Regions from separate parts of the Mus musculus genome. Here regions 1, 2, 3, 4, 5 and 7 are each linked to region 6. Evidence: chromatin contacts called from public ChIA-PET, Hi-C, HiChIP or PLAC-seq, Micro-C and promoter capture Hi-C data. All regions are on one chromosome and are shown on one strand. The core of a region is the stretch at or near the end of the contact, and the rest is flanking DNA. Distances in the headings are between cores, read along the strand shown. Region 1 holds the start of Add3 (adducin 3 (gamma)). Region 2 overlaps Xpnpep1 (X-prolyl aminopeptidase (aminopeptidase P) 1, soluble). Region 3 holds the start of Shoc2 (Shoc2, leucine rich repeat scaffold protein). Region 4 holds the start of 1700054A03Rik (RIKEN cDNA 1700054A03 gene). Region 5 holds the start of Xpnpep1 (X-prolyl aminopeptidase (aminopeptidase P) 1, soluble). Region 6 holds the start of Dusp5 (dual specificity phosphatase 5). Region 7 holds the start of Pdcd4 (programmed cell death 4).

Evidence for each region. Promoter capture Hi-C pulls out the DNA fragments that hold promoters and counts their contacts. Hi-C and Micro-C count contacts between places; a contact is called where the count stands out from the background. ChIA-PET counts read pairs in DNA pulled down with a chosen protein or histone mark. HiChIP or PLAC-seq counts read pairs in DNA pulled down with a chosen protein or histone mark.
Region 1: a Micro-C map of embryonic stem cells shows a contact between it and region 6, with 4 times the contacts expected there. The contact joins the promoter of Add3 here to the promoter of Dusp5 in region 6. A contact is called at or near these places in 4 of 39 promoter capture datasets (the C10 cell line, the SN4741 cell line, cranial neural crest and 1 more), 5 of 484 Hi-C or Micro-C datasets (CD4 T cells, CD8 T cells and embryonic stem cells), 3 of 115 datasets of contacts at active chromatin or transcription factors (effector CD8 T cells, memory CD8 T cells and pancreatic cancer cells) and 2 of 9 other capture datasets (adipose tissue and liver).
Region 2: a Micro-C map of embryonic stem cells shows a contact between it and region 6, with 1.5 times the contacts expected there. The contact joins the enhancer-like site here to the promoter of Dusp5 in region 6. A contact is called at or near these places in 2 of 484 Hi-C or Micro-C datasets (both in embryonic stem cells) and 2 of 115 datasets of contacts at active chromatin or transcription factors (embryonic stem cells and pancreatic cancer cells).
Region 3: a promoter capture Hi-C map of neural stem cells shows a contact between it and region 6. The contact joins the promoter of Shoc2 here to the promoter of Dusp5 in region 6. A contact is called at or near these places in 5 of 39 promoter capture datasets (the C10 cell line, liver, neural stem cells and 1 more), 2 of 484 Hi-C or Micro-C datasets (embryonic stem cells and pre-megakaryocyte-erythroid progenitors), 1 of 115 datasets of contacts at active chromatin or transcription factors (pancreatic cancer cells) and 1 of 9 other capture datasets (adipose tissue).
Region 4: a Hi-C map of uterus shows a contact between it and region 6, with 2.3 times the contacts expected there. The contact joins the promoter of 1700054A03Rik here to the promoter of Dusp5 in region 6.
Region 5: a FOXA1 HiChIP or PLAC-seq map of pancreatic cancer cells shows a contact between it and region 6. The contact joins the promoter of Xpnpep1 here to the promoter of Dusp5 in region 6. A contact is called at or near these places in 1 of 39 promoter capture datasets (cranial neural crest), 3 of 484 Hi-C or Micro-C datasets (CD8 T cells, cardiomyocytes and embryonic stem cells), 3 of 115 datasets of contacts at active chromatin or transcription factors (bone marrow-derived macrophages, memory CD8 T cells and pancreatic cancer cells) and 2 of 9 other capture datasets (adipose tissue and liver).
Region 7: a contact with region 6 is called in an RNA polymerase II ChIA-PET map of memory CD8 T cells, with 378 read pairs. The contact joins the promoter of Pdcd4 here to the promoter of Dusp5 in region 6. A contact is called at or near these places in 1 of 39 promoter capture datasets (pre-B cells), 3 of 484 Hi-C or Micro-C datasets (CD4 T cells, embryonic stem cells and regulatory T cells) and 3 of 115 datasets of contacts at active chromatin or transcription factors (effector CD8 T cells, memory CD8 T cells and pancreatic cancer cells).

The regions. Positions count from the first base shown.
Region 1 is chr19:53,141,066-53,144,148 of GRCm38.p6, reverse strand. Add3 (adducin 3 (gamma)) reads right to left here and starts at 1,393. Exons shown (of 15, transcript NM_001277100.1): 1 at 1,060-1,393.
Region 2 is chr19:53,018,600-53,021,731 of GRCm38.p6, reverse strand. All of the region lies in intron 2 of Xpnpep1 (X-prolyl aminopeptidase (aminopeptidase P) 1, soluble), which reads left to right. Among named protein-coding and RNA genes, the nearest start is that of Mir6407, 9.4 kb to the right of the region's middle. Within about 2 kb of position 1,376, at least 133 of the 459 cell types and tissues checked have an H3K27ac peak or open chromatin away from gene starts, as enhancers often do. A contact at or near this core is called in embryonic stem cells, where this site is marked.
Region 3 is chr19:53,943,372-53,946,156 of GRCm38.p6, reverse strand. Shoc2 (Shoc2, leucine rich repeat scaffold protein) reads right to left here and starts at 1,281. Exons shown (of 9, transcript NM_019658.6): 1 at 1,144-1,281. Bbip1 (BBSome interacting protein 1) reads left to right here and starts at 1,530. Exons shown (of 4, transcript NM_001195338.1): 1 at 1,530-2,001; 2 at 2,578-2,691.
Region 4 is chr19:53,074,703-53,077,643 of GRCm38.p6, reverse strand. 1700054A03Rik (RIKEN cDNA 1700054A03 gene) reads right to left here and starts at 1,392. Exons shown (of 3, transcript NR_045320.1): 1 at 1,199-1,392. All of the region lies in intron 1 of Gm30234 (a long non-coding RNA gene), which reads left to right.
Region 5 is chr19:53,037,095-53,040,128 of GRCm38.p6, reverse strand. Xpnpep1 (X-prolyl aminopeptidase (aminopeptidase P) 1, soluble) reads left to right here and starts at 1,559. Exons shown (of 20, transcript NM_001374834.1): 1 at 1,559-1,615.
Region 6 is chr19:53,527,668-53,530,732 of GRCm38.p6, reverse strand. Dusp5 (dual specificity phosphatase 5) reads right to left here and starts at 1,588. Exons shown (of 4, transcript NM_001085390.2): 1 at 1,037-1,588. The coding sequence starts at 1,415.
Region 7 is chr19:53,901,875-53,904,890 of GRCm38.p6, reverse strand. Pdcd4 (programmed cell death 4) reads right to left here and starts at 1,540. Exons shown (of 12, transcript NM_001168491.1): 1 at 1,403-1,540. It overlaps Gm30990 (basic salivary proline-rich protein 2-like), which reads left to right and starts at 287. Exons shown (of 8, transcript XM_030251154.1): 1 at 287-308; 2 at 819-3,016. The coding sequence starts at 287. The coding sequence ends at 2,020.

The sequences.
Region 1 (3,083 bases), core at 144-2,643, 390 kb after region 6:
AAGTCTGCCAAAACCCAAATCAGTACATGTTCAGCACACTGAGGATGGAGTCCATTCTAAGAAAGGCAATCATTTCATACTGCTAACTCTAAAATTTCTATAATTTTATAAATCACTGTAAAGAACTCACACATGTTTATGTAGCTCATCCCAAGCCCCAGAGTCTTATCAATTCCTTCCTGAGCCTGGCTCCTAATCCTCACTCAAAGCCTCTTGGCTGAGCTAAATCCCACACCACTCTAGCAAAGTCAATTCCAAGAGCACATGTGCCAAGGATATTTAGTGGTTTTCCTTACACTCCCACTTTAAACGGGCATCTACTTGCAATTAAATCTCTGCAACAAAAAAAGTTCACCTGAGGCCATTCTTGTCATTTTAATAGAGGCCTGGTTTAATAGTGGCCTTGCCTCAGCTATTACATACCTCCAAAGAGGTTGGAAGTGCCCCAAACACCAGCAAACCAAATCTGCTGCCAACTGGGCTGTCACCCCGCAAGGAAGAATAAAGTATCAGGAATGCTTGAAAGGTTATAGTGTGTGTGTGTGTGTGTGTGTGTGTGTGTGTGTGTGTGCGCGCGCGCGCGCGTGCTCGTGCGCACTTTTAGTGTGTGTGTGCTGGGGAGGGTCACACTGATTAGATAAAGTGGTTGAACAATTTCAACTTGTGACTGAAGTTTCTTAAGCCACGAGGGGGTAAAAAAAAAAGAAGAAGAAAAAAGAAAACAACAAATCAACACGGTCTTCTTCCACCTTCTCCAAGCGCGGGAACCTCCCACCGTCCCCGCGAGCACCTTCGGGGTCAGCAAGGCTCCCCGCAGAACAGGATTTTGCAATCCCACGCCCTCGCTGGGGGAAGCCGGGGACGCCCGGGTGAGTCCCGGCCCACTCTGCGGCGCCGCACCCCGACTCCTCGCCCCCAGGTCTGCACTCCTCGGCCCCGTGGGGCTCGCGTTCCCGCCCCGAGCACGGTTCACCTGAGGCCGCGCGGCCAGCCAGTCCGAAGCCCCCTCGGCGTGGGAAGCGCGGCGGGACCCCGGGCCCTCCGCTCCCGCAGGATTACCTCGCAGCGCAGCCGGCTTTGTGCCCACTCCTTCGCCACCGCCGGGCTGCAGCGGCCGCCCGGTCCGCCGCAGCCGCCTCTTAACGTCGCTCGCTCGGTTCCCGAGGAGAGGGCCGGGAAGGGAGGGGGCGTGGAGACGCAGGACCTGGACGCCGAGCCCTCGGCAGCGGGAAGTGGCGACACCTGGTCGCCGACGCGTCTAGCTCTCGCTGCTTCAAAACATCATTTAAAGCCCTTTCCTCTCCCTCCAGCCCCTCGCCCGCACGACCGTTACCGGCGGGCGCCTCGCGCTCTGGCGGGACCAGCCGAACTCCCCACGAACGCCCTCTGGCCCGCCCCTTGGGCTCCGCCTCCACAGGGTCCAGGACTCCGCCCCCTACAGGCTTAGTCTCGCTTAGCACCCCGAAGGCCCCGCCCCACAGGCCTGAACGCCTTGGCCCCGCCTACCACAGGCCACGCCTCAGGGCTCTTGATTCCGCCCTCTACAGGCTTGACCCTTCTAGTACCCCAGCTTCAAGGCCCCGCCCCATGGCCCGAGAGCTCTAGCCCCGCCTCTTATAGGCCACGCCCCAGCAGCCTTCACTCCGCCCAGTACGGGCTGGGCCCTCGTAGCTCAAAAGCGTGCCCCTGGTTCCGCCCTTCGCCAGCCCAGCGTTTTTGCTCCGCTCCTAATAGGCCACGCCCCCAACAGGCTCTCGCAGGTCCAGGCCCCGCCTCTGCTGCCCCTTGAGATCTCTGGCCCCGCCCCTCGAGGCCCCCCTTCGAGCTGCAAGCTCCGTATCCGTGCAGCTGCGGCAGTGGGGGCCTACGTGCTCCGCAGGCGGAGGGCCTGTTGCAGGGCGCCTGCCTGGCGCCTCTGCAAGGTCTTCCTCCCTCAGTGCAGCTCCGATCCGCTGCCGGAGAAGGAAACGACCCCGAGAGAAACCCGATTGAGAGTGGGAGGGTGACGCCACGGAAACATCTACCTCCCCAGTCCTAACGTGCTTCCCCCACCCAGTGAATCTCAGCTGAGCCGTAGCTTTCAGATTGAGCTTCTGTGGCCCACTGAGGCCGCTGGGTTTTTGGGGGGAGAGGCCACAATAGTTGGACTTCAGCTCGGCTCCCACAGGAGGGGGCCTCGATTTTCTCTTCAGCATATTTGCGTTTGGGGGAGCCTCCCGCCTTCACTCACTCCCACAGAGGGACGGGGCAAGGGCCTTTATATTCATTTGGACCAGCCCAAACTCTGCACTCCTACTTTGGCTAATTGCCTCTTAAACCTTCTGAGAGCTGACCTCTTGGGAGATGAAAAGTCTAGGCTCCGCCAGCAGCCTTCAAAATCTGTCTAAAGCCAGGCAAACTTTGCAACACTCATTTGCAGAGTCGGGGATCCCTCCACAGGTGACACTGGGCTGCCCACCCCCGCCTCCCAGACGGGTTTCTCACCCCAACCTATTCTCGAAATAGACCTCCAGGCACACGCTCGCTGCTCTCCTCTGCCACCCACGACTTGCACACCACTCCGGCACACATGCCCTCTCCACTGCACGAATTCACCCTCAAGCACACTCCTCCCAACACCATTCTAGTGATTCATGGTCCCTGGGGTTAACCCCACCCTAACACACACAGCAAACTTCATTTCCCCACCCTTATCTCCCGTCCTTTCCAAGGCACTGGCGACAGGCCACTTCATTTCCTTCCTCATCTGCAGGCTCTCTTCCCCCTCAAATACTTCGCGCCAGCCTCCTCATCTTCATCCCCTTTCCCAAAAAAAAATGTGCTAATTAAAATGTAGTTTCCTCTTCCCACATACGAAGTGTGGCAAATGAATAGCGTTCTTGGCAAACGCTGCAATTCATTTATCCTCCTTTTCTCTCTCCACTGGACTAAAGCTATAGAAATTTTAGTCTGCCACTATCACCCATTTGCTTTTTTTCTAAAAAGGAGAGAGAGACCATGTCTTCTTATTTTTAAACACTCAACATTCGTGGGGGAAGTCTTGCTAAGCTTTAAGGAGAAAAAACGGCATCTAGGAAGCGCTC
Region 2 (3,132 bases), core at 127-2,626, 510 kb after region 6:
TCAGCAAATGCTGAAGGCAGGTTCTGCCCCCTGGGTGTCGCTGTGTGGGTTGCTGTTATTGTTACTGCCACCTTTATAGGAGCGAACGAGAGGCCCCTTAGAGTAAAAAACTAGACAAGCCACGACAGAGATGTGACGACACATAAAGGCCTGCACATGTGTCAGGGAAGGGCCAGCCAGCGCCATCCAGGAGGAACTTGTGAGGTGTGTGCAGCCATGTTGTAAGATAGTAAAATACTTAATAAATTAGTCACACCAGGGTATCAGAAGAAATGATCATTTTCACATATCAGTATAAAGAGTATAGGTTACTTTTTATAGGAAGCATTCATATATGGTAGTTTCTATTTATAAAACACCTCAGTCCGAATATGGTTTCGAGCATTTAATCTGTATTTACCTTTCATTAAATTTATAGTTGACAGGGCTGGAGAGAGATGGCTCAGCAGTTAAGAGCACCGACTGCTCTTCCAGAGGTCCTAAGTTCAAATCCCAGCAACCACATGGTGGCTCACGACCATCCGTAATGGAATCCGATACCTTCTTCCAGTGTGTCTGAAGACAGCTTACAGTGTACTCATATACATAAAATAAGTAAAATCTTTTAAAAAGAAGTTATAGTTGACAAAGTAGTCTCACATACCCATGCTGTCCTAAGCATACCTGAAAGGCTTCTACTAACTGAATCTTGGGTATCTGTTTTAGAACTACATTGCAAGTGATTAAAATGAGATAAAATGAAATACAGTTTCAGGCTAGTAAGAAAGTAACATAAAGCCAGGCAGTGGTGGCGCACGCCTTTAATCCCAGCACTTGGGAGGCAGAAGCAGGCGGATTTCTGAGTTCGAGGCCAGCCTGGTCTACACCATTAGTTCCAGGACAGCCAGGGCTATACAGAGAAACCCCTTTTTCGAAAAACTGAAAAAAAAAAAAAAGAATAAAGTAACATAATAATAAACTACTTTTCAAGTGCTCAGGACCACCTGTGGTGAAGCTCTCGTCATTTACAGCATCGGTCTGTATGAGTGTGGAATGTATTCCTAGCTGAGAGATTTCTAAGACAGCAGGATCAAGGAAGTGCAGTTAGTTGGACTATGGGCAGTTAGAATTTGGAGAATACTGGGTAAAGAGAGACAGAGACATAGAAAGCACACCTTGGGCACATTAGTCAAGGCCATCCACCTGTCATTCTTTCCTGCCGGTGACCTTGACCCCCATAGTCAGGAGTTTTTGAGACTCTCTTACAGCCCAAACTTGGTATCATAGTGGAGGATAACTCTGAATGGGCAATCCTGCCAGCCAGGATTGCAGTGTCCCACCCTGTCTGGCTGAGATGAGGTCTGGTTAGCAGGAACAAGAAGGCAGTATGACCAGTAGGGGCGCTCTTGAGTGTGGATCGGAGGAGGGAGAACAGAGAAACCAGGGGATCCCCGAATCTGGGTGAGAGGTTCTGAAATTGAGCATCGGTGCCCTAAGTGTGAACTGTGCAGGCAGAGAAGACTCAGCGGGTGTGGTCCAGGGGTGATGAGGACTGCACCAGCAGAAGTGCATTTCCTCTTTCAGTTCCTGTGGAGAGGCACTGCATTGTTGGGGTAACTCCATTAAGTGGGGCTCTGTGTCCTTGCCAGGCCTCTGGGGACAGGGAGGAAGGGCTGCTTTGTGTGTGACCTGCTCAGCGGCCTCCTCAGCAATAGAAAGGCTCTGTTCTCTGCGACTCCTGACTGTTACATTTCAGCCTGATTCAAGGTTGGTGGAATTCCTCCTAGGCGTGGAGAACGGAGGGCGGGCGTTATGAAGGGGAATCTTGAATTCTGTCCTTTGTGTACTTTCCAAAATACAAATACACCCACACTGTTCCCTAGTGGAGATGAACCAGACGAGCCCCAAGTGCAGGGTTATGCAAGGACCTGGCACTTGAGTGGTCAGCCTCTCTGGTTCTCTCTAATCCCAGAACAAGGCCCCAGGAGCCTTTACAGAGGTGATCGGTAAATGCTTTCCTGTGCTGTCTCAGGCAGATTCCGGGATCCCTGGGCATCCGCAGCTTCAAGCCAGGACAGCCACTGGATGGGGCCAGGGCTTTCTTTCAGAAATCCTATCTTTCTTCTTATCTGAAAGGCCCTGTTCTTTGACTTGGCCTAGACAAAGGGTCACATTCTGTCGAAGCGAATTTGTTAATATGAGGCTTTGGCGGGGTATGTGGTTCTCTTTCTGGAAGTCACGAATCAGATTTTCCTAAACTGTATTTTTTTCTCCTGAAAAATCATACCTCCTCAAATCGGCCTCCTGTTTTGTTTCTTAAACCTTATTTTTTAAAAGCTATTTTATTTTTTTAAAGATTTATTTATTTATTTTATGTGTGTGAGTGCACTATAGCTGTACAGATGGTTGTGAGCCTTCGTGTGGTTGCTGAGATTTGAACTCAGGACCTACAGAAGAGCAGTCAGTACTCTTACCTGCTGAGCCATCTTGCCAGCCCTTGTTTCTTAAATTTAATCCTGGGGCAGAGAGGTGATTTTATCCACTGGTTCATTAGAGCCAACACCTGTGATGGCAGTGCGTCGTAAAGCCTCGGGCCTGCTTCTGTGAGGTCTTAGGTCTGAGGTCATGTAGTAGAGAGTTCCTGTTGATGAGGGACTTGACCTGGGCTCCTTTGTCAACACTGCTACCTTTCTAGCAAAGGGAGGAATTACTGAGAGATTTTTTTTTTCGAGACAGGATTTCTCTGTATATATAGTGTTGCTGTCCTGGAACTCACTTTGTAGACCAGGCCGGCCTCGAACTCAGAAATCCATCCGCCTGCCTCTGCCTCCCAAGTGCTAGGATTAAAGGCGTGCGCCACCACGCCCGGCTGGAGAATATTCTTCCATTTAAATCTTGACCCAGCCATTCCTTCCCATCACATGACCTACCTATGGGACCTGGGAAATGTCCAGTGGCCTGGCTACACTGTGGCGTTTGTCACACTTTGCTTACGCTTGTTGACGCTGCTCCGTTTAGGAGAGGAGAGGTGCCTGGGCGTTGACCGGTGTCTGGCTGTAAGGAAGGAGCTGATGTCTCTGTCCACTGTCTGCATGCGGAACTCTCCTAACACAGATCTCCAGCCATGGGGGCTTAGTTTTGTGGAGAACCGAA
Region 3 (2,785 bases), core at 32-2,531, 420 kb before region 6:
CCACAAAGAGTGTACGCGATTACACCGGTGTAAGCTCCCAGATTAACCATCCTGCTGCAGACCAATGTACCACACAGTCCACATTTGCAAGCTGATTTTTTACTTCCCTTGAGTCCTCAAAAATACTTGTGGGGATAGGTCGCAAAACAGGGTTTCCTCTTTTATTTTCATCACCTTCATAATGATACAAACCAATGGGAAGAAAATCGAATCTCCCAAATGTAAAGGTGAGATGAGATGAAAAAAAAAAAAAAAAAAAAAAAAACACACCCCAAAAGCATCTTCTTTCCGATTCCCAAATAGACAAGCAATTCCACCTGTTTGTAAACCCCCCACTTGCACTGTTAACACAAACCTCTGCGGAGAGGGACGGGGGAGCGAGGGGAGAGGGAGAGAGAGAGAGAGGCGGGCGAATTACTGCTTTGGAGTCCTTATTCTTCTACCTAGGCATGGGGGAGGGGATGGTACAAAACAATGGATACCGAGGGGCTAGGGGGAAAATCTTTTTGCCCTGCAGCCTCCTGCGTTCCGAGCTGGGGGCGGGGAGTTACACTACTTTTCCTCCAGCCCTCAAAGCCGACACGGAGATTGCCACCAGGCGTGTTTAGCAGGGCGGTCTCTGCGGCCACAACTCCTTTCACTCGGCAACACACCCAACGCCGAACCCACCACTCGTCCCGCAGGGTCTGCGAGGAGGAGACCGCTCAGCGCCGAGGACTTTGGGGTGGAGGCGCAGAGACCCCACCCCACAGCCCTACGGCCGCGCCCGCCCTCCCGCCCGCCCGCCCGCCCGGCGCCAAGCGTCCTCGCGACCCGGGCAGCCCCGCAGTCCCGGCCGGGAGGCGCCGAGAGACCGGAGCAGCCGGAGCGCGACTGACTCGCCGCCCCGGGCCCGCGCCCGCGCCCCGGCGCTGTCCCGGCCGCCCGCTCCGCAGTAGGCCCGGCCCGGCGCTGTCAGGGGGCAGCCTGCCGCTCCCCGTGTCCCGCCCGCCGGCCCCGCGCGGGCAGCGGCTCCGAGGCTCCGGCGCCCCGGGCCGTGGCACCCCGGAAAGCGGCCGCGGCGCCTCCCAGGGCCCCGACCCCTCAGGCCTCGCCCCGGCTCCGGCGGCTCGCGCCTGTCAGGACGTGTGGGCCTCCCCTTACCGACGGCCGGCCGGGCCCCCCGACAGGCAGGAAAGCAGAGAACCGGCCCACGGGCGCTCCTGTGCCGCTCCCGCCCCAGGCTGCCGTCCGGAGCCCGGACTCCACCATCCCTGCTCACCTCCTTCCTCCTCCTCGTCCTCCGCTCCCCGAGCGACGCTCCCCTGCCACCGCCCCCCCGCCCCTCCCCCACTCGCCCCGCCCCTCCACACACTCTGGCTCCAATCGCCCCGCCCCAGCCCCCTTGAGCGAGCCTGGGCATTCGCTAGGGAGGAGGGATGGGCGGAGCCAGAGCAAAAGCAGTCACCCAATCAGAGGGAAACCTTGGCGCCAGCTTCCCTGTCCCCGCCCTTTTCCTTTCCTCCGCGGCAGTGCGCGGTCTCCCGCCCACTGGGCGCCGCTGGCTAGCTCCGCCACAGAGAAAAGCCTCCAGCCGGGTAGAGAAACGACTCCCAGTCGGAAGTTACGGTTGAAGCCCAGGCAGCCATAATTGATGATGGCAGGAGGCGTTTCCTGTCACCCGTTTGACGTACGTTTTTCCTGCTTTTGGTTCCCCGTTACCCCAGGCAACAGCAGAGCGGTCTGGAAAGGGATGCACCTGTAAGTATACTTACGGAGGATGTGCACACACACAGTCCACACTGGGCGAGTTAATTCGCGATCGGGAACTGCCGGTTTGCTTGCCAGACCCTTTACGGAGCCCCTGATCGCTTACCTAGAACTACAGTTTAGGGCTTCAAAACTCCCTCGCACCGGAAGTTGCGCTTGCACTTCCTAGTAGGGTCATGGCCAGGAGGTGGGAGTAGCCGGACCCCGCCTGCGCCCCAGGGGGTGCCTCCTCTCCCAGAGCTGACGAGTGAGGTAAGTGTCCCTGACGCCCTACAGCAGGGCCGGCCAGGCCGGATGAACCGCAGGGAGGGAGCTGGGAGAAGACTAAGCGGAGGCCCCGGGCCGCTTCCGCTGGCAGAGGGTTTCCTTTCCGGCTGGTGGGGCGGTGGCCAGCCTTCCCTCCGCCCCTCTGAGGTTCCCTGTAGGGCGAGGCAGCCGGATCGGCCGCCGGGCGAGGCCAGGCCCGCAGTCCCTAGGTCTGCACAGTGGGGCACGGTGCACGCCTCCTCGAGTTCCTGTCGAGTACAGTACTTTCACTCCCTGGCCTTTAGAAACTCCAAATTTTGGGAACCAAAGAAACCGGTTTCCACCCCAGCTATCAAAGAAAAAGATGACTTCCCTGAGCCAACCCGCAAAGCAAAACCTTCCCTTTCATCTTTGATTTTTCTTCCCTTTCTGTCCTGCCTCCCCTTTCTGAGCTCTATGTAAGCTTCAACTAGAAGTCTGGGTTAGGGTATATTGAAGTAGTTAGTCCTGGGTGTTTACGATTGTGAATATCCTTTTAAAGGACATTTTAAAAATATTTAAAATGCTTTATGTGTCTCCAAGACATTGTCTCATGTAGTTCCTTCTGTGGACGTTTGGAGTCAAGAAGTCAATCGTTCTGATAACTACAGATTGGATTCCTAAAGGTGCAAGAAAAAAAAAAAGAACAATTTTCAGGTAAATTGAAATATGCTTATACCTAACCAAACGAAAATTAAAGTACAAATCTACCTTCTCTACCTATGTTCCAGAAAAAAAAATGAAGTAATCC
Region 4 (2,941 bases), core at 143-2,642, 450 kb after region 6:
TTCTCATAGAGGACCATAGCTTAAACTTTCTTTTTGCCTCTGGATGCTATTTATTTTCCTAAATAAAACTTCCTCTGAGGTGCCTCTAACCTGAGATCCCATGGTTGACCCAGGGGGGCTTTGATGGGTCTGATGAGCTCCATCCAGGCATAGACAGCCACACACCCAGGGCTTCTGTGTTTTCCTACTTCATCTCTCAGAGCGTTCTTGCCCTACATACCTTAGCGAAGAAGCTACGTCCTTTACACGGCGTTCTCATGCTTTTACAAAGGGTTAAATCTCTTCTTCATGTCTCAGGGGACATTTAATTACAGGTGGATATGTTTGTTAATTAAAAGGGAGTGTGTATAATCTCCTTTTGCTTATTCAGAGGGCAATCTTTAAATGTAAGCATAGCCTCTTTCTTTCTCTCTCTTTCTCTCTCTGTCTCTGTCTCTCTCTCTGTCTCTGTCTCTCTCTCTTTCTGTCTCTCTCTCTGTGTCTCTCTCTCTGTCTGTCTCTCTCTCTGTCTCCTCTCTGTCTGTCTCTCTCTCTCTCCCTCCTCCCCCCACCCTTCTCTGTATGTGTACAGGGTAGGGGGGTGAAGTTATTTCACAGAAAATGTTTGCTAAGCTCTTAGAGAATCATGAAAGGACGCTGCCTGGCTAATGGCAGGAATTATTAGAAACATAGGCATTCCTACTCTTGGCTCTCCTCTAAAAGGCTCTTATCATGGACGAGTGTTTGCCTTTGTAAGGAGCATCTCAGAGGACGTCTGGAGCGCACAAGGACTTCAGTCGGTCGAAATCTAAAGGGTTCTCTCTACAGTCTCCCGGTCTGCGGTGTGTTTAAGCTATTTGGGTATTTTCCTCTCTCTTGTTCACTCTAGTGGAATCAGGCTGAGCCTCTGTTATATAACACCACCAGCTCCTGCAGTAATGAGCAGCTTCTAAGGAGGAGGCACCAGAGGGACAAAGCCACCTGGCCTCTGCCAGCCCTCCATACCCTGCCAGTACACCTGCAGCGAGCTCCCAGGCCTTGGCCTAAAAGAGGGGCTGCTTGTTAAGTTCCATTGCGTGAGATGACAGTGCCTTTCCAGGACAGGCTGGACTAAAAAAAAAATCTCTGCCTTTGTTTCTCTGGCCAAGTTTTATCCCGGGGACTTCGGGATCACCAAGCAGCTGCCTCGCTGAACCTGTGTCTCTTACTCTCGCCTCACCTGCTTTGGGAAACCTGATCAACTCAGACAGAGACGTGAAATATTTAGAGCTGGCTCTCAGCCATCCGTGTCTCAGAAAAGCTTGCAGGCAAGTGTCACGTGTTGGTTGCCTGTCTCTGTTGACTTGGCCATGGTTCATGTCAGACCCATTTCGGTATTAAATCAAGCTGGTTCCGTCTCTATGTCTTAATCATAAGAAGACTGTTTCTTACAGCGCCCGCTGTTGCTAGAGGGCGGGGTTTCACGTAGAGCCCTTTGTGACGAGACGGGAAACCCCAGTTTAAGTGGAGAAGGGCACATATTGGATCAACTAAATGAGAGGCTCGAGGCAGCTGGCTTCGGGTTCAAATGAGGTCAACAGGCTTCTCTTCAACTTTCTCGTTGCCTTCTGTGAGGTTGGCTTTCTTTTTAAGCGTCCAGCTGGTGGGCCCTAGGATGGTGCAGGACCGTAGCAGAAGCACCAGACTTTATAGGGAAGAGAAGATATGGTTGGCAGCTTTCTGTGAGGGCAACCTGTGATGAGTCAATTTTAAGGAAGAAAGGTTGCTTTTGGCTCATGGCTATAGTGGGTTCGACCCTTGGTATTTTGGCCGTCACGGGGGCCCGATGTAACACAAGTACATCCCGGTAGGGACTCATGATGGAAGAGCTGCCTACTTCACCCCTGCTAGGAAATGAAGGGGAAGGGAAGGCTCTCAATATCTCCTTCAAGCCTCCCAGTGTAGCTCCCTATACTAGGCTCTATTTCCTAAGAGTATCACTGCCTCCCAAGAGTACCAGAGACTGGTTCCTGTAATGCACAGGCCTTTGGAGGACTGTCAAGATACAAACTACAGCCAAGAGGTTGACAATTTTTGTTTTTCGTAAAGGTGCCAAATAGGAAATAGTTTAGGATTGGAGGATCATATGGCTTCTGTTGCAACTACTCAGTTCCACTGTATTAGCGTAAAAGCAGCCATAGATCATACGCAAATGAATGAGCATGGCTCTGTTTCAAGACACTTTTATTTACAAAAAACAGGCAGCGGGCCAGAAAGAGTCTGACCTCTGGAACTACAGAATTGTTGGTGGAAAAAGTGTGCTCAGCCAGGGACTAATATTTTTTTGGCTCCTCTCATAATTGGGAGAGATCACATGACTGAGTTAATGCCAGTGGGACACTAGTGGAAATAATGGGGACATTCTGGGGGCCAGAAGTTGTAGTCAGCAAATACAGTCCTTTATGTCCTCGTTACCTCCTGAAGGTGGGTATACAAGACGATGAACTTTCCCCAGGAAAGGTGTCACTGCGCAGACCGTGGAGTTGAGCTGCCAAGTGACCAAGAACACTTGCAGCACGGCGTTAGGCAACTGGCAAATAGATTTCCATTGTGTCTGAGTCATTGCACAACACAGATTAGGGTTGCTTATCTATCTTGAGTAATATAAAAGTGCGTGTATAAAAGGGAGTGAGAATATATACGATACTCCCCAAAGGGCGCTCAGGACTTGTACAATGGGAGAAGAAACAACTCAGAGTAGTGTGTTCAAAACAGAGTGCCTCAGCAAATTGCTACTCTGTAGCACCGAGTTACACATTGTTTCTCTCTGTATAAAATGGGGGGACTCAGGAGGAACACTTTGTCTTATCCAGTTAGACTTGGCTATACGAGTGAGCTATAGCTGAGAACATCTGAGCGGCTGTGATTGAAGCCACTTTCAGGCCAAGAAGCTGGTGTTTTCCGCCTTGATCGAAATCTTCTG
Region 5 (3,034 bases), core at 310-2,809, 490 kb after region 6:
TTATATATATATATATATATATATATATATATATATATATATATATATACACACTGTAGCTATCTTCAGACACACCAGATGAGGGCATCAGATTTCATTACAGATGGTTGTGAGCCATCATGTGGTTGCTGGGATTTGAACTCATGACCTCTGGAAGAGCGGTCAGTGCTCTTAACCGCTGAGCCATCTCTCTAGCCCTCCTGCCCATTTTTAAGCAACAGAAACAACTCTTGCTCTGATGGCTATAGTATGTGTGCAGGGTAGAGAGACTATCCTCAGAAGATGAACTCCGGTGAACAACAGTAGAAGCTGTGGGAAAGGGGCCCGGATGGGTCCAAGCGGTTTACAGCTTTAAGCAGGTTTCATCGAGGAGGTGACACTTGACGGGACTGTGAGTGTCAAAGATAGGGAAGGCCAGCTTAGGTGGAGTGAGGTGACCTGTGAGCTGTGATTAAGAAGAGTCACTCCAAATGAAATGGGGACTGCTTAGTTTCTTTTCCCGTCGTTGTGATAAAACATTCTGGCGAAAGGAATTTGAGGGGTAAAGGACTTCTTCGGCTTCCAGTTTCCGTTCATCTAGTCAGGGAGCCAGGCCTTACATCGGTAGTCAAGAGGCGAGAGTAATATATTCATGCTCGTCTTCAGCTCATTTCCATTGATTTTATACAGTCTAGAATCCTCTACCTAGGGAGTGGTTCTGCCCGTCTTAAATAACACAAGACAACCCTCCAGCCAGGCCCAGGGGCTTTTTCTCCCAGGCGATTCTAGAATGGTCAAGTGGACACCTCAGGGTAGGTTCGGTCTGGCTTCTATGCAGGCGTCACACAGGTGAGGTGGAAGTGATGCACCCCAGATAGGTGACGTGATGGAAGTGGGTGGGGCTACGGATCTACTTTGAAGCCAGGACCAAGCGGATCTTGGGCAGATGGGGCATGGACCGGGGAATAAGGCAGATATTACGTCAAGATTTTTGCCCTTAAAACATGGAATAGCCACCGACTGAGATGAAAAAGCCCTACGTGAAGAATGTTTTTGTTTGTACATAGGGTTAGGAGCTAGGTTTGGACGCTTTAACGCCCGATCGTTAGCCCAAGTGAGCAGTAAGTTTTGAAGCTGTTGGGAATAATCATTTGGAAGACATCTCTAAGGTCTCAGCAAGTTATATCCTGATCCAGTCAGTGTCTCCAGGACCCTAAAATAGGTTCTTGCAGAGCTGGCCACGACTCTCTCGTCTTAGCTGACCTAAAAGCTGGAACAAACCGGAGAAGCATGCAGCTTCCTTAGCTGGCAAAACGCCTGTCCTTCCTCTTAAATGGAGAGGAAGATCAGTGACGACTGACCGGCGCCTCTCCCAATTGGTTGCACAGAACACCACACCCTCTCCAAGCAACAGCCCAAAGGTTTTGGAATTCTGACACTCGGCCACGCCCACTCCGGTGAACGGGCGGGGTTTACAGCGGGGCGGAGCCTCTGCGTGAGCACGCCACAGAGGGGAGGAGTGGCCTGCCCGGTGCGCGCGCCTGGCCGTGGGTGATCAGCTGGTCTGCGCTCCCCTGACGTGGGCTGGGGCACGTCACCGCCGAATGGCAGCCTCCAGAAAGCCGCCGCGAGTAAGGTGAGGGGACTGTGCCGGCTGACCGGCATCCGGCGCCCGGCGCGCGAGCTGCACCCCCGGGAGGGTAGGGACGAGAGGGCGAGCAGCGACGGGCCCGCGGCCGTCCGGGGATGGCCTTGGCTAGCGGGGGTTGCCCCAGCGGGAACCGGGGAACGATCTGTGCAGCCCGGCAGGACTCAGCTCGCTTCCGGCGGGGCCCCCGGGCACCTCCGGGCGGCCGGAGCCGGTCCAGGGACCAGTGTGACCGAGGAACTGCCTCGCTGGTCCCGGGAAAGCGGTGATCCTTACCACCCCCGACCCTGAGGGGAGGCCCTGCTGTTGCAGGAAGTTGGTCCCTCTTGGATCCACCCCGGGTACCCAGAAGTGATTGTGCCCCTGCCCTTTTCCTTCCTCCACGGCGGCGATCTAAAGTTACAACCCTGATCATTCTGATGACTGCATTTTACCTCTTGATTCAAACTCCCAACAGAGACAGGCAGCCGTTGTGCCCTCCCCACCCAAATGGTCTCAGGGGCTGTATCAGGAAACAGATAGGCATAGCCTTCCGGAAAATCCTCCTGGAGCCTGCTCTGGGTTCTTCTTGGACACAGGAAGTGAGAAGACACTTCCCAGACTCATGTTGAACATGCTTTAGTGTATCCCTTCTGCACCCGAACCAGGCACACTTGGTTATTTAAAGTGGGAGATGCTAAGAACATAAAACCAGAATTAAAACTCTGAGGGGATGCACAGGGGCGTACCCATCCTCTCAGACCAGTTGAGTCTTGAAAGAACACATGAGGCACCGCAGCCCGACTTGTGAAATTCCGACCATATTATGCCTGTTTCTGTGAGTGGACAGATCTCAAGCCTACCTTGACCCAGACCTGGTCTTGTCACAGCGTGTTAAGTGTGACCAAGAAGTTTATATATGCACGATGGTGGGTGGTGTGGGTAATTGTCCATGTGGTTAGACCTTCCTGGACGTCTTCTGCTGGAAATAAAGTCAGGCAATTGGATAATGATGTAATGTCAAAGGTTCGGAGGCAGCTTGAGGACCACACCACAGTCGTTGCTGGATCCTGGATCCGTAGTCACAGTATTGGGGGTGGTCAGTGAACGTCAGATGGTAGGCTGAGAGGGAGGGTGCCTTCCGGAAGTGGTAGAATTTCAGTGCCATCCAGTGTACAGATGAGGACCCCTTTCAGTTTAGAAGGTCAAACTGAACTCCTTGAAGGAGGCAAATGGAGGCTGGTGGCTGTTAGTGAAGCCAAAGATAGTCGAACCAATCCTGGCACCAGACTTGTCTTCCCCGTCTCACTTCTAGCTCCAGTTGTGTTCAGCTCTCGCTTGGGCAGACTTTTTCCTTCCCGCAGGTGGTGAGAGTTCTAGGCTGACAGTCACTAGAAACAGCCTTATGGTGCGGCTGGAGCAGAGGTC
Region 6 (3,065 bases), core at 339-2,838:
AATTCCAACTTGCATGGCTTTGACACTGGGTCTTCAGCTCACTGCACCTGAATTCTGAACCGTAACAGAGTTCCTGGACAAGTCATCAGAGTTTTGGGGCCCTATCTGAGAGCTCTCTCCCCTGCACCCAGGCCAGTGTTCCCATACTTTTGAGGTTAGAAGGCAGGAGCAGTCACAGGAAATGACCCAGAAATCAATGATGTGGGGTTTGAGAGTAATCACACACCCACAACCGGAAGCCAAAGTTATCTCGACAGCAGGTGAAATAAGTCGGGCCTGCAGGCAGCTCTCGGAGGCCTAAAATCAAAGGCCTCAGAATCTCCTCTGAATCTTTGCAGCCTCTGCAGCACCTCTCTTAACTAGGTTGGCCGGTTGGTAGTCTCTGAGGATAATCCCCTGCTGGGGATGACAGGATGAAAGGGGTGGGAAAGCTGTCAGTTCCCAAATTAAGCTTGAGAACGGCCTATTTGGGGAGAGGAGGAGGAGGAGGCTGGAGGATAACAATAAAAAGCAATAAAGGGAGAGGAAGGGGAGGGACTTGCCAGGGTCAAAAAGGCAAGAGGCCCACCAAGACACAGCCTAACGTGCTCTAATTGTCTAGGCGGGAAGAAAGGGGACACCGCGGCGCCACTCTCCTGGGGGAGGGTCTCAACTTGTTTGATCGCGCTGATCTGTACAGAAAGGTTCCGACCCCCGTGGCCTGCCAACGGCGCCAATGACCAGCATGAGCTCTGGGCCCCCGGAACTATTAGGGAGCACCGCCCGCAGCACCTTCCCAGCCCACCCAACCCAGAGGACAGACAGGATGCCAGACGCTTTCGAGGAAAGGCGGGTGGGGAGAAGGAAGCCCTGGGCGCTGACGTGTTGCAAGGACCTCCCAAGCGCACGTCAAACCCCGGGGTGCATACTCCCGCAAGTGGTGACTTTCTCCGGTCCAGAGTTCCCATGCAGGGAGGTAACCCTGGGGCCTGGTAACACAGGGTGCAGGGGAGCAAGGGAGGGTGGCAAAGGGCAGTCTGCTCCCGGACGAACTCACCTTTAAGGAAGTAGACCCGCGGGCCGGCGGGCAGGCAGGCCAGCAGCGAGGTGAGCACGACGCGCGCGGCGCTCTCCTCCCGCAGCTTCTGCCAGTGGCGGCTACCCTGGTCCAGCACGACCACCGCCGCCACACCGCCGCCGCCCTCCTGCAGCAGCCGAGCGCGGGCCGCCTCGTCGGGCAGCACGTAGCGCGCCGACACCGCGCCGCCCCGGGCCCGCCGCAGCACCACCGAGTTGAGGTTGACGTTGAGCGAGCCGCGCACGCTCGACGCGGCGAAGGCCAGGTAGGGCCGGCAGTCGAGCACCACGCAGCGCGCCTCCGCCTCCTTGCGGAGCATCTTGCGCAGCTGGCGCCCGTCGAGCGACGTGACCTTCATGCCGCTGCCACCCAGCGGCCCGACGCTGCGCGCCCCACAGCTGCCAGAGGACGGGCGGGCCACCTCGCGGGGGCTGTGGCCTGCAAACGGAGCCCGGCGCGAGGGGCCGCGCGACGCTCTCCACGCCCCGCTCGCTGGGCTCCCGGCCCCGCCGCTCGCTGCCCCAGAAAGCTGGGGATTCCGCCGGCAGCGCAGCGTTTTATGTGAATGAGTGCGCGTCCTGTGACGTGAGTGCCCATATAAGGCCAAATATGGGTATTTCCCCGCCCCCTGGCTGACCACGCCCATGGGTGGAGCTTGCGGGCACCCGCCTCCACCCAAGGAGCAGGCTGGAGAGAGGGCGTCTTAGAGCGAGAAAGAGGAAGTGGCGGGCGATCGCTCCCTCTCTCGGGGGGCCCGGCGCCGAGAGACTCACTCACGCATCACCCCGGACTACCGGTGGAGTGTCAGGAACGCCACCAGGCCGAGGTGACCCACGCCGTGCGGGAAGAGGAGGTGACCGTGGCCGCGCTACGGAGCCCCTGGGGCCTCCCGGTGAATCCCGGATTCCGGTCGCTCCCGGTTGTGTCTGCGTTTGCAAGGAGATTTAGCCTCTGAGATGAGCCGAGATGCGGCGTGGCTTGGTCATCTTGATACTGGGGGCTTCTTTCTAACACGTTACCCCCACTTTTGTTACCTTTTAATTTTCCGTAATAAAAGTTCCTGAGAGTAAAAAGGAGGAGTTGTGAATGGGTGAGCCGGAGACGTCAAGTGGATTCTACTTCGGATGATTGACAGTCCCCTTTTGGCTCTCTCCAAAGATTGCTCTCTCCAATGTACCACCCGAGCTTCATAGTGAGACCCTGCCTCAAAGAACAAAACAAAACAAAAAGCCCCACCCCCACCCCCGAACAATACACCGACTCGGGAGCTCTGTGGTTCTGGGCAGCTTGTGGGGAGCTGTAAGGCTCAGTCCAGTTAAACTGTTGTCCGGGTGGCTTCTGGATTTGTGGGATTATGGTGGATAAAATGTAATCCCAGGCTGTCTGCCCCCGCTATTCTCTCGGGAGCTTCATGCTGCCTGCCCCCATTCCCGGAAAATTAAGTGTGATTTGTCCCCTCTGCAAGTATTTACTGAGGGCTCTGCTAGCTGTCAGGGCACGTGGGATGCAAATGCGTTCTGCCTACAAATCCTTTGCCAACTATTTCACTGTTATCTTTTCATGGAAAACAAAACAAACCAAACCCTTGCATCCATTTACAGCCCCCATAAGTGGATGAGATTTTTTTTTTTAAGGAGAAAGCAGAAATCACATTCTGCTATCCAATCAATCAGCCCAGCAACAATAATGGCTGGCATTGCTTCTGGGTCATATCTTCATTCAAGCAATCGATTCAATCACTGTATACTCTGTCCTGAGTATTCAGTGGCTGGCCTGTAATTTTAGCATCTTTGAGACTGAGAAAAAAATATCAAAAACCCGAGGCCAATCTAAGCAATATAGACGCCCGCACCCACCCCACCCCCCACACAAAACAAACAAACAAACAAAAAAACACCAAAGCTGTAGCTAGCAGGCTCCACCCACGTCTTTCATCTCAAGCCTCACGAAGAATACCCAGCACCGGCACCAGCCAGTCTTGTGTTAGACGCTTGGTAACACGGCTGGA
Region 7 (3,016 bases), core at 291-2,790, 370 kb before region 6:
AATTCCATTTGCTCCACACTAATCTATACAAAATCATTTCCCATGGGGTAAGGGGAAGCTATGTATACAGCTAAAAACGATTAAGCTGAAATTAACTGTTATCCAGTGCATTTCCTAAATGCCCGATAAATTACTTTGACATTTTGGAAGTCAAGTTTAGACCACATGTTAACTAGAAAATGACCTTAATTCTTCCCTGGGATGCAGTCACATTAATTAGCAACTTGCATTCTGCTAAGAGCACTCTACAACAATAACGCAAAAGCAACCACTACTGAGAGCAACCATGTACATTTATTTTTGCAGCCGTAACAAGTATTTTATTTTCCTCTACTCTTACCACGAGATAGATATAGATATATAGATAGATATCGCACGCATATTATGGATATAAATACGAGCACGAATATATATGCTAGGGCCTTCCCCTAAAATTTCAAACTCTTAAATCAAGAGTATTACAGCTGTGAAGCTATCAAAATGTCTTAAACGCAGCTCGTAGGCCTCACACCCACCCCTCACCCAGGCCCGGAGCCGCATTTTGAATCATTCATAGCAGGTAGTCGACTACAGAGGCTGGTTTACAGAGCCAGTTCCCAAGGAGGGGCTCGGGGAAGATAGGCGAGACCTACATCTGCAGTTCTGAGGCTGTTCAGGGAAAGCAAAAACAAAAAACCAAAACCAAAAACCAAAAAGCACGCCCTCTACGTACATTACAGTAGCGGACAGCCACGGGCAGCAGACACAGCATGCGTTCACAGAGAGGGGGCTCCCTTCTCGGCTTTGTTTTCTCTAGGTTGTATTGTACTTTTTTTAAGGGACCCTGTACAGGAGACTGCAAGGAGGAGTTGGCACAGGGCCGGGAGGGCAGCTGTCCCCGCCCCGTGCCCGCACCGACCGACGCCTGTCCCGCAGGACCCCAACCCTCCGGCAGCGGGCAGGGCCGGCCGAGGCGGACCAGGCCTCGGTTCGGGGCACCGACCCCTCACCGGATCTCCGTCCGGACGACACCCCTCTCCTACCGTCCCGTCCCCCGCGTCCAACTGCGTCGGACCGGGCGCCCGGAGGCTCCTCTCACCGCGAGCGCACGCAGCCACGCACGCCCGGCCGCCGGGGATGGGGCTGCGGAGGAGGGGGCGGGCCCGTGCTGCAGCTCCCCGGCCCGACCGACCCGGCCTCGGAGAGCGAGCACCGGCAGCTCCCCGCAGCCCCGGGCGTTGGGCGAGCGCCGGTGGCCGGAGGGCTCCAGGGCCAGCGTGGACAGGGACCGAGCGTCCCGACCCCCGCGGCGAGGCCTCCACGCCCCCTCCCCCTCCCAACGTGCGGCAGCCTCCGCCGACCCGGGCCTAAGGGACGAGGACGCCGCCCGCCCGAGCGTGCGAGCCGCGCCCACAGTACTGACCCCCTCGGGCCGCCGCCGCTCGCCCGGGTCTCCGGTCCGCCGGGCCCCGACCCCGTTCCTCAGCCTCCGCCGCCGCTGCCTCGGAGCGCCTCTGGCCCCGCTCGCTCTGTTTGTTTTTGTTTTGTTCTACCCAGTAACACGGGGGCGACGGCGTGGCGTCTATTGGCCGAGAGGAGGACGTCCCGCAGCCAATCGTGGCGGCCGAGCTGCAGCCGAGGCGGCGAGGCAGAGCTAGGGGAAGTGAGACGTGGAAATAGGGGCGGGGCTCAGGGGGGCGGGGCGCCGTCGGCGCATGCGCGCTGGGCTTGGGACCCGCTCGGCCACCAGCCAGAGTGGGGGTTAAGTGCAGAGGGCCGGGTTGTGAAAGCGGGCGGAGGGCTGTGCCGGGCTGGGGGCTGGGGGCTGGGGCGCGGCTCGTGGACCAGACCGGCCAGTCCTCTCTACAGGGCGTCTCAGCCCAATTCTAGGGCGGTTGTGGATTTCCTGAGGTCCCCACTATTTCTGGGCGTCTGGGAGAATCTGCAACCACTACTTAACTTCTGCCCGCTGGTCCTTGCTCTCGCGTGGCTCCTGCCGTGTGTCCACGTGCTCAGGAAGTTTCTCGCAGGAAAAGCCTAACCCCTTTGAGATAAAAATCGCTCCCTTTTCCCAGATAAAGAGATACAAAAACTGAAGTCCCTTTGCTAACCAGCCAGGCCACTATGGTGCTTGCATTCTTTCCAAAGCTGGGTTTCTCAACCATGGCTATGGTTTGTGTATTGAATCAGCCCTCTCTAGCTGTCTTCTGTGACGTTTCCTTCTGGCTGCCATCTCTAGCCTTCATTTTGTCTCGGATGTTATCGCCTGAGATAATGTGCAGCACCGTATGTTCTTCCTGTGCACCTGGAAAGTGACTGACCTGCTTTCTCTGGCCATGTTTACCTTTAGTCTGAATGGCAATACCAGAATGTTTCCCTTGGTCTTTTCAGAACTGAACTGCTCGATAGCAACCACCATCCCCTAACGTGGGCCTTTCTACCCCGGCTCTTACTGCCTGGTGTTATCTAATGTTCTTCACACACACACACACACACACACACACACACACACACACACCTTCACAAGCTCCCCACTGCCTCCCTGGAGTGCCTGCTTCTCAGCAGACACCCTAGAGCCCACAGTGCGACTTATAGGCTTCAAGGCTATGTCTGCACACCCTAACCCCTGGATACCCGTCCTCCTGAACCCACTTGGACAGCTCACTGCTCCGCATCCTCCCTTGTGTCTTGCCAGGTCTTTTATCATATCATCTCGAAATGTCTCTCCTAGATGGCCTCTCTGCCTGGTACATCTTATCCAAGTCTCTCAGCCTCCCTCAGTCTTTATCAAGTCTCATGCCAGTATGATCCATTTTCTGAAACCTGATTCCGCGGAGCACCAGCCAGTCTGCAGGGACTGAGGACATTCTGCCCGGCATTGTTTCATCTGAGTCCCAGTCCTGGCTTGTCCCACAAGCCCCGTGTCTCACTCACCCTTAGTATGGTGAGCTTGAGAGGTGCTTTGTAGATATATTATACCCATGTAATAAGTACGCCTTGTGCGAGCTCACAGAGAATCCCAAAAGTCAGTAGTCAT